Linked DNA regions of Drosophila melanogaster: region 1 is linked to region 2. A link is a contact called in public Hi-C data. All regions are on one chromosome and are shown on one strand. The core of a region is the stretch at or near the end of the contact, and the rest is flanking DNA. Distances in the headings are between cores, read along the strand shown.

The links. Hi-C and Micro-C count contacts between places; a contact is called where the count stands out from the background.
Region 1: a contact with region 2 is called in a Hi-C map of the Kc167 cell line, with 1.8 times the contacts expected there. A contact is called at or near these places in 67 of 107 Hi-C or Micro-C datasets (the Clone 8 cell line, the D17-c3 cell line, the Kc167 cell line and 23 more) and 2 of 7 datasets of targeted methods (both in the Kc167 cell line).

The regions. Positions count from the first base shown.
Region 1 is chr3L:3,706,225-3,710,909 of dm6, forward strand. lncRNA:CR45675 (long non-coding RNA:CR45675) reads left to right here and starts at 2,339. Exons shown (of 1, transcript NR_124773.1): 1 at 2,339-2,773.
Region 2 is chr3L:3,657,369-3,661,633 of dm6, forward strand. It overlaps CG43098, which reads left to right and starts at 1,700. Exons shown (of 1, transcript NM_001259676.2): 1 at 1,700-2,356. The coding sequence starts at 1,764. The coding sequence ends at 2,246.

The DNA of each region.
Region 1 (4,685 bases), core at 1,089-3,588, 49 kb after region 2:
TTTTAAAAGTGTACTTGCAGTCTCCGCAGCCTCATGATCATCCTCTTCTGTTTGGTGTCTTGCTTAAAGTTGGCATTTCCTGGCATTATAAGCGTTAAATTGAGAGGTCAACAAAGTGCTGGATAGTGTGTGACTGTGTGTATCTGTGTGCCGGTATCTGTACAAGCGGTATCTGTGTGCGTTTCCTGTCTAGATTCCCGGGCCTAAAATCTTTTGGGCCTGTGCCAAAGTAATTGATGTGCACGCTTGACCTGTGGGAGGGAACTTATTGCAGATAATCTGCAACGCAGACAATTGCCTGAATGAATTTTTTATAAGCCACCGCACTCTGAATAATCCACAGGCCTTTTTCATCGGGCCCATCGAAGTGAAATGTGGCCCATTGTCTACGTCAGCCGCAGTCGAAAATATTTATTACCGCATTTATTAAACGCTTTTCACAAATCGAGAAGACACTTTGACAATGAAAGAAAACCGAAAATTCCACGCACCGCAAATTAGTCGAGCTGAGACAAAACAAAAAGCAACTTTGGAAATCGAACTCAGACGAACGTGGGCGTTCTACAGATTTATGTTGAAAAGATGCTGGCAGAAAAAAAAAATTGGTACAATGGTTGGGATGGGATCTTCAAACTCCGATCGTTGATAGCCGAAGTGAAGATGGTAGCTTTGCCTACGAAGCCAGCCAACTGAATTTCAAAGCCAAACTCTGTGTAGTTTTCGGCTATGAATGATCTAACGAGCGCTCATAAATATTTGATATGAAAAAAATTCAAATAAAATTGATACGCATCATTTGAAAACTCATCACCATCGGCTGACTTTGGATGGGAACAACATCTTGCGATCGGACAGTCTTCAGTCAGTTTGAATGTTACTTTTTGGACCGCAGCAGGCTTATTTGTTTTGCCGGTGGATATGTATTTTGGGATTTGTTAATTAATTAGTCGGGGTTAATGGGCTGCCATTAATAAAAACGCTTATTTATGGCGCTAAAAATACAAAATGCTTCGAGACCCCAGAAAAAACTTTCTCCCCAAAATGCGATGGTTGTATAAGTCCGTAGCGAACTGAACTGAACTGAGCCGAAATATGAGGAGGCCCAGATTTCCAGATATGAATTATGCTCGGCAGGTATAGAGCCTGACACCCAGAAAAAGTCTTAATTAGCGTTTTGGACCACTCGTTTTGGCCAAATTGCCTCCTTGGAGCGGCGAGCATTCACTTCGCCCAAGTTTGGCTATCTCTGTGAGCCGACTTGATAATGATGAAGGCTGGAATAGAAATGAACCAAATGCTGGTTCGCCGTGGGTTTCCCATGATAACTCCTTTGGCAATGGGAACCGGCAATTGTCTTGCCAACAACCTGTCCGAGAACGGGCCAAAATGGAACCCCAGATCGCAGAGAGATACCCGGATAGGCGACTCCAGAATGGCACAAATTTCATTTTCATTGTCCGCCGCTCATTTCTGGTTTTAATAATTTTAATTAGCGATCGCTTATCGTCGATTATGTCAGTCCGCTGGAGAGAACAGCAACCCACACAGAAAGTTTTCCGCACTCGCAGCCAGTTGAATTGCGTGCCTTGAATTGGATCTCTGGAATTTTCACACCAGAAATGGTTACGACAACTCCGACTTGGAGCTTGCACAAGGAAAAACCAACTAAAAGTTGAAAATATATTGATACTCTAAAGACAGAGAAAAATTTTAGATTTTGACACATTTATAGATAATTTTTTCCAGTGCACTATCAACTCCATCTGTCTAGTATTTTCCGAAACACCAACGCATGTGGGCAGCATTTTATGTCGCTGGCTACTGTCTTTTTCCCCCTTTCCCCCATCACCAATCACCACCTTTGTCTGACCATAATGGAGTGTGACTAATTAATAAATTAATTTCGTTGTTGTCTCATTTGTAATTTCAATTTGTCTAATAGGATTTCATGTTTTGACCATTTTTGGTTGGCTCATAGTCACATCTCTCCCACCAGAGCACGTTTTATGTCTTTAGTTTAAGCCTATTTTAAGCCCCATCGATAAAGCTATTTGTACAATGCGCCTAATTAAGCGTGAAGTGACGACTTTACAGGGTGTCAGATGTGGGCGCTAAATAAAGCCTTAAACTATGCTTAAAAGTCCCCATTTTCAGTTGAAGTTCGAGAGGTGAGCGTGTGAACATTTCCTCATTTGAATAATACCCTAAAGTTGTTTTAACATGATCGAAGGGCGTGATAAGCAACTTGTTGAGGGCTTTTGATTGATAAAGTCAAGTGATATTCTTCAATATTTTAAAGAAATATTCCATAGATTAGAAAAATTTCAAATATTTCACTAACTTTCATTAAATTCTAGTCTAGTTACCCATACAATTAATTTTATATATTACAATTTATTTAAGGTTCATAGCTCTAGTTGAATAAATTGTATACGGAGGACAAGAAACAGACAACAAACATCGACAGGCAGCCACTGTCGCAGACTTTCGAAAACCAGAAGACAAACCCCGGCTATCTGGTCCTATATCTACATATATGTCAGATCGGAGGAGAACAGACGGCGACAGGCTCTCCGGGATTGGGATATATCATATCTGGCAACTTAAGCGTTTAATCACGCGTAGACATTTGGGCGAGATAACTTCAGAACGGAACAGAAAATAAAAGGCAAGCCAAGTACGAAAACTTTAAGAAATAAATAAAAATACCCACCATAAAAAGTAATTACAGCCACACGATGTTGGCAAAAAAATCACGAAAAAAAAAACGAATAAACCAGAATATCGGCCGAACAGCTACAACAACAATTGCTGTGACAAATCTGCAATTTTTATTACCGTTGTTGCCTTTTGTTGGGTTCCTGTTGCCTGTCAGCCAGCAAAATGATCGAAGAGTCGCATATGAGAACGCGAAGCAATTGAGATTGATGGTTGGCTTATTCATATAGGTAAGGGGGCGTCGGACCCTGAGGGGGCGTGCCAGCCCGTCAGTCATTCAATGCTCTTGTTGTTGTTGCCGCTGTTCGCAGGGCCATTTTGCATTTGGCGCGACTTCTACATGAAAATTACAAACTACTGGCAACAGGCAAGAGATTATTTTTCTTGCGTAGGTTGCGCTGCGGTTCTTTATTTTTTTTTTTTTTTTTTTTGGTCACCACAGGGGGAGGGGGTGGCACATGCCAAAGACAGCAAAAATTGTGTCGCCAATTGGTGGTGGTGGCATATGCATATGGATACAGTAAGAAAAATTAAGTACTCTTAACTTCAATTGGCTAGTACGCAAATGAGTTAATTCTTTAGAATAGCGAATGAAGGAGGCATATATATCGCATAAGAATATAAAGTGTGCAAATAATGCACATAGGATGTAGTAAATATTTGGCATTTGTCGTATTATTTATCTTGCATTCGTTTTTCTGCAGTGTACCAGGCAGGCGGGGTAGCCGTTTTGAATGACGCATGCAGCGAGTGCCAAGCTCATGGAATTCATGATCAATGACTAGACACAGATACAAACACGCACACACGCGCCACAATCGTAAACAAAATGGAGCACGAGGGAGATAGACAATGTGCGAGCGAGAGGGGCACAGATTAATGAACACTTTGGCTGACATTTTAAGGACAAGTTCGTTGTCGAATGCGGTTTTCTAGGGGGTGCAGAAAATAGGAGGAAAAACGGGAAAATAGCAGTCTACCTGAGGTTGATGCCTTACGTAATTGGACAGTGAGTGATTGGGGCGCAGGCAATGCTAATGGTGATCTAGTATCTGCTGTCCATTCGCATTGAAAGCGGCTTAAAGGATTGCGAATTGGAAACGGCTGCTGAAAGTTATCTAAAAGACAGGATTATGTGCACAATGCTCACTGAAATATATATATAAAAGTAGAGATAAAGATACAATCTTGAGTGGCGAAGATATAAACATCCTTGAGTCGGCTTTGATTGGATTTTCTTGGCTTGCTTCTGATCCCACATCATGTGCAACCCACTCACATTTGGCACAAGGACAGCCTGCTGAACTAGCTGCTAATTAACTGGCTTACCGGCCTGACTCTTCGCCTTTTGCGTTGGTGGCTAAAGGTCTCCAAGGGAGAGCTTGTATGTAATTCAATCAATGGCAAGACAACAGCTACATGCAACATGCCACTGGCAACCAGCTAAAGTCATTGACAATTGGGGCCAAGACACGAGACAGCGGGAAGACAAGCTGCGACCACTACAAGGGTCACCTAATCAATGGGTCTGCGCGATGTTGCAGCAACATGTTGCGGCCGTAACTGCAATGCAACTGCATTGCTTGTTGCAGTTGTCAATAGAAGCGATTTGAAACTGTTGCACTTTTCCCGTGTGTATGTGTATCGCTTGGCTGCTACTCTGAAAACGAGTGGGTGTTGCTGTTGAGTTGCTGCAATTGCGTGTTGCTGCCACAGTGCAGCAACACAAAGTGTCAAGTGAAAGACAACGGCAACAGCAAGTTTTTACCAGTTAATGAGCTTATTTATTGATGGCAAAGACAGCACAGCAGGTACAATAATTTATGACATGTTTATTAAAGAGGATTTGATGGTAAGTTATAATTCTAAGATATAACTACGCTGATATAGATAAAAAGGATTTTATATTACACTTTCTATCATTGTGTTTTCCCAGTCCAGAAAGGAAATGTATAAAGTATATAAAA
Region 2 (4,265 bases), core at 450-2,949:
GACAGCCGAACACAAGACAAGCTGGCTAAAAACGGCGACAACTATAATTAAGCTTAATTGCTGTTTAGTGCGAGTATGGGCAACTTTTCGCAGTTGTTCCCCCGCAGGAGAAAAATAAATAAACAGCAACGGAGACGGAGACAGACGCCCACGCACCACTTCACGTATAATTAAATTAAATTTATAATGCGAATTTCAACGCGATAAATAAGCCTAACCAGGTGTTTTTCGGGGCGCACGGGGGGTGTGGCCCCAGATATCTGGGTAATTGAAAACTTAAAGCGCACTTATCGCTCACTCTCATTGTTTTTCGTGTGTCGGGGAAATTAATTAGCAATTAAAAATGCAGCGCACAGCGATCGGTGGTTAAATGCTACAGACCCACAAACAGCAAAGCCCGGTTCTCTCTAATCTGCTGCAAAATAATTCATATTTATAAATAGACAAACATTATTCAATGTGTCCGAGCGAGAGACGGTGGACCGAGAACCGTAAATTAAATCAAAATCAGAATGAAAACGATATGGTCTTATGCCCAGAATTTATAACGAAAATAAGAGCCAGAAACACAGTGAAATCGAAAATACAAAAAGGGGGATACCAAGGTGGGGAGAAACCGACAGGGCAAATGCCCTAGGTAGAAAAAAAAACATATTATTCCTGACTAGCCCATGCAAATGTGTTTAAAATATTTGTAAAACCGGTATAAACTACGAGTGATGCAACCTATGATTATGTTCAATAATAAGTATTAATCGATGAGCTCATAAATCTTGAACCTTTTACAATTCACCCCTAACAAACAGCCCGTGCAAGACACCCCTTCGAAAAGGGTATCCAAAGCCATTTGGCCAGTGTCCGCCCACAAAAAAGCGTTGTTAGCGGTTGGCAGTTGGGAAGTTGGAGGTTGGGAACTTGGCCGCCGTCTGCCGGTCCCTGCCGTCCGTTTCTGGGCTCTGCAGCCCGGCTTGTGACTCAATGCAGCTGCAGTTGATCGACCGATCGATTCGAACTGCAAACAGAAAACTGAAACTGAAAACGGTTGCATTTGGCAATGAACTTTTCGCAGCGAAAAAAGACAAAAGTCTAGACTCCGCTGGAAATGCGCTGGCAAGCTGACTTTGAACTCGGTCAAGTCGAGACACATTTGCGAAACTGTTTGCATATTTAATTGAACACCTACAACAACAATAAATGAGCTGCAGCTGCGCGGAATCGCTTTTTCGCAATAATAAGCATAAGCATAATAATAATCAGGCGCAAACAGGCTCAATGGCCAAAAAGTGGCCAACGGGCGAATAAGCCAAGTCGTGCTCGGCCAAAACTAATGACCATATTTACCATATTTAGCGCCGAAAGCTGGCAATCCTATCCTTCGGTGGCAGCCTTGGCAGCTCAAGTGTGGCATAGTGAGTGGATCTGACACTTGGGCTGGCAACCCTAGCCCATATCGCCCGTTTATATCGGTCAATGGAGATGGGATTACGATTTGGTCAGAAGTAATAAGGTTGTCCTCTGACATTGAAGATACGAGTTTGATATATATGACTATGTATAGTTCATGGAAACATTCATGGTGTTAAAGGACTGACTGAATTTTAAATAAATTACAAATTTAAAGAAACAGGGGTCACTAACGCTGTGTACAATTTTGACAACTCTGATTCGTTGTGATCTAGTGTTGTTTAGTGAGAGATTGTGACAGTAAGCTCCTTTAATCTCGGAATTTTTTTTTATAAAAGATATAATTTAATTTCTGCAATATGAGCGCCAGAACTAGGCGCTACGAACGTGACGAAGTAGTGCAGCTTCTTAGAAACCCATCAAATAAGCCCCAGCGAATTATATTAATATTGGATTCAAGATTTATCCCTGAAGAACTGACGACCGCCAACCGTGTGAGGCCTGACATTCACATATTTTCCGGACCTGCAATACCAAATTTGTTAGGCGGGTCTTTCATGCCGCTGAATCTGTCCAATGCGAACTCGTGGGTGTACTCTGTTCTATTGCAAAGTCCAATAGTTCGCCCTGCTTATCCTCGTCGAGTTCGCTACACTTCCGTGTCTCAGTGGAGTCCTCCAATGCGTACACGAATGGGACGGAACGAGATTTTTCCGGAGGACATTGGAGGAGAGATACTGACGGCAATGATGGTGAACCCAGAATTAGACACACTAATGCGCCTCGATCCCATTAAAGCCATGTCCCTGATCCTGCGTATTGCAAACTACTTTCTCCACTGAGTCGGGATTGTACCAGAAAAATACGCATTTGAATTGTAAATTTACTAGTTATTATTGCTTTTATTTTTGCAGTTTTGCTGTAAATAAAAACTGATTAATGATTGGAAGACATCTTTGCGAATGTGTTTTTCTTATATAAATGCAACTGTAATGCAATCTTTTTTTTTGAAAGTTTAACCAATTTTAATATTTTTCGATATCTTTGAGTGCGGTGGCACCGTGATTCCTACAGCCGGCGACTTGGACATCACTCTTCATATGTCAGGCGGATTGTCGTTTATGAGCTCGATTCAGATACTCAATACTTGTCCCGGAGGCGGAGGAGCCGTTCGATGCCCGCGGATACTCGTGATTAATTGTGGGGCACGCGACGATGCGATGCCAATCGGCTGCCCCAAGTGACAAAAATCAATGCAACTGCAAATGTGTGAGAAGAGCAAGTGTGGCACAGAAGCGAAAAGGGACGCGGCTGACAGGAGCCATAAATCTTGGTCGACCCCAGAAGTCGCAGATGTCACGGGGCGACTGGTGCCCACACAGAGTCCCTTATCGGGGGCAAGTATCGGGGTCTTCTGGGGAATGTACTCGCAATGGGCACTGGAACGGAAGTTGGCCACGATCAATCTCAATTAAACTGATAGCTACTGCGCGGAGGAGTCGCCTTATTCACTCGCCTCACTTATTCCTCGAAGGCATGTAATGATGGCATTCGTATTCATAAAGGTAAATCAGTTTCGTTTCGATCTTTTTAAGCCAAGTAGGTAAAGTTTAATACTTTTTTCGCAAGTTTCATAATTCTCCTGTTACATCGTAAAATGGTTAAAAACTATACTGCCTCTGTTTCTTCCTATGACTGCAGATATGTTTACCAATATAGGGTTAATAGCTCAAATGACCTGAAAATTTGTTTAGCTTATTATGTGAATCGTACCATAAGTTAGGCCCAAAGTAAGACCAACACCTCAGTGACAATTCAAGTGACAATCTAACACTCGCAAGCAGCTCTCTAAATTGCGCACATCCGCTTGAGCGCGGCAAAGGAGCCGCAATAATTTACAACAATATAGCGCGAATAAACGCGACCAGGGGCGGGGAAGAAGGGGGTTATTGGCCATAAACTGAGCCAAGAGCACGCGTAATTTGGCCAAACATTTCCATTTCCATGCAAATGGCAGCCAGCGAGCGGCAAATCAGCGCCCATGAAAGCAATCGCAATTGCGTGTTGCACAATCGTTGTGAGCTAAAAAAAGAAAAACACAAAAAAATTAAAATAAAAAGACGACAACCTGCAGCCTACACAACCCCGCAGAATCGAGAACCCAAAGCCCAGAGAACATGACATCAAATGGCAAACAAAGACCAATTACATGGAAGAAACAAACATAAAGACAACCAGGCAAGATTTGCCCAGCGAAGTCGAGCTGGTTAACACTCTCTAAAAAACTCCAAGATAAACCTTTTCCAATTTTGGAATAAATAGTTGAACGTATATATATTTTCATATATTTTTATTCTAATTGATATATAACGATTGCAAGTCTAATTACTATTTGCAGCTCAGATGAACACATGCGACGTAATGAAGTGACAGTACCTCAACCAATATAGTGTCGCAGAAACCTCCAAACACATGGCACATGGGCGGCCAGGCCAAAACATTAGCCAAAACAAAAAGAGGGGGGAAAAAAGAAGAAAACCTGGGCCACATTAAAGCCCACGAACTGACTCACCGTGGAAGATGCGTTGGACGTTGGATTGCCAGGCGCAGTTTGGGTAGTGCAACATAGAACCCCATTTGGTAGTCGGCTGCGACTGTTGCATGCTAAACGTTGCTAAACTCAAGAGCGACCAACATTTATCACACTACGCCTATCGCCTTTTTGTGGCCCCTTTTCGTCGCTAATTAATGATAATGTCAGGAACTAATATGCAGAGGGAATATAGGAAAACTCCTCCGTCCGCCAGTTCGCCAGTTTATCATCAGTTAACGTTTTCATTAACCATATGTCACACGCACGT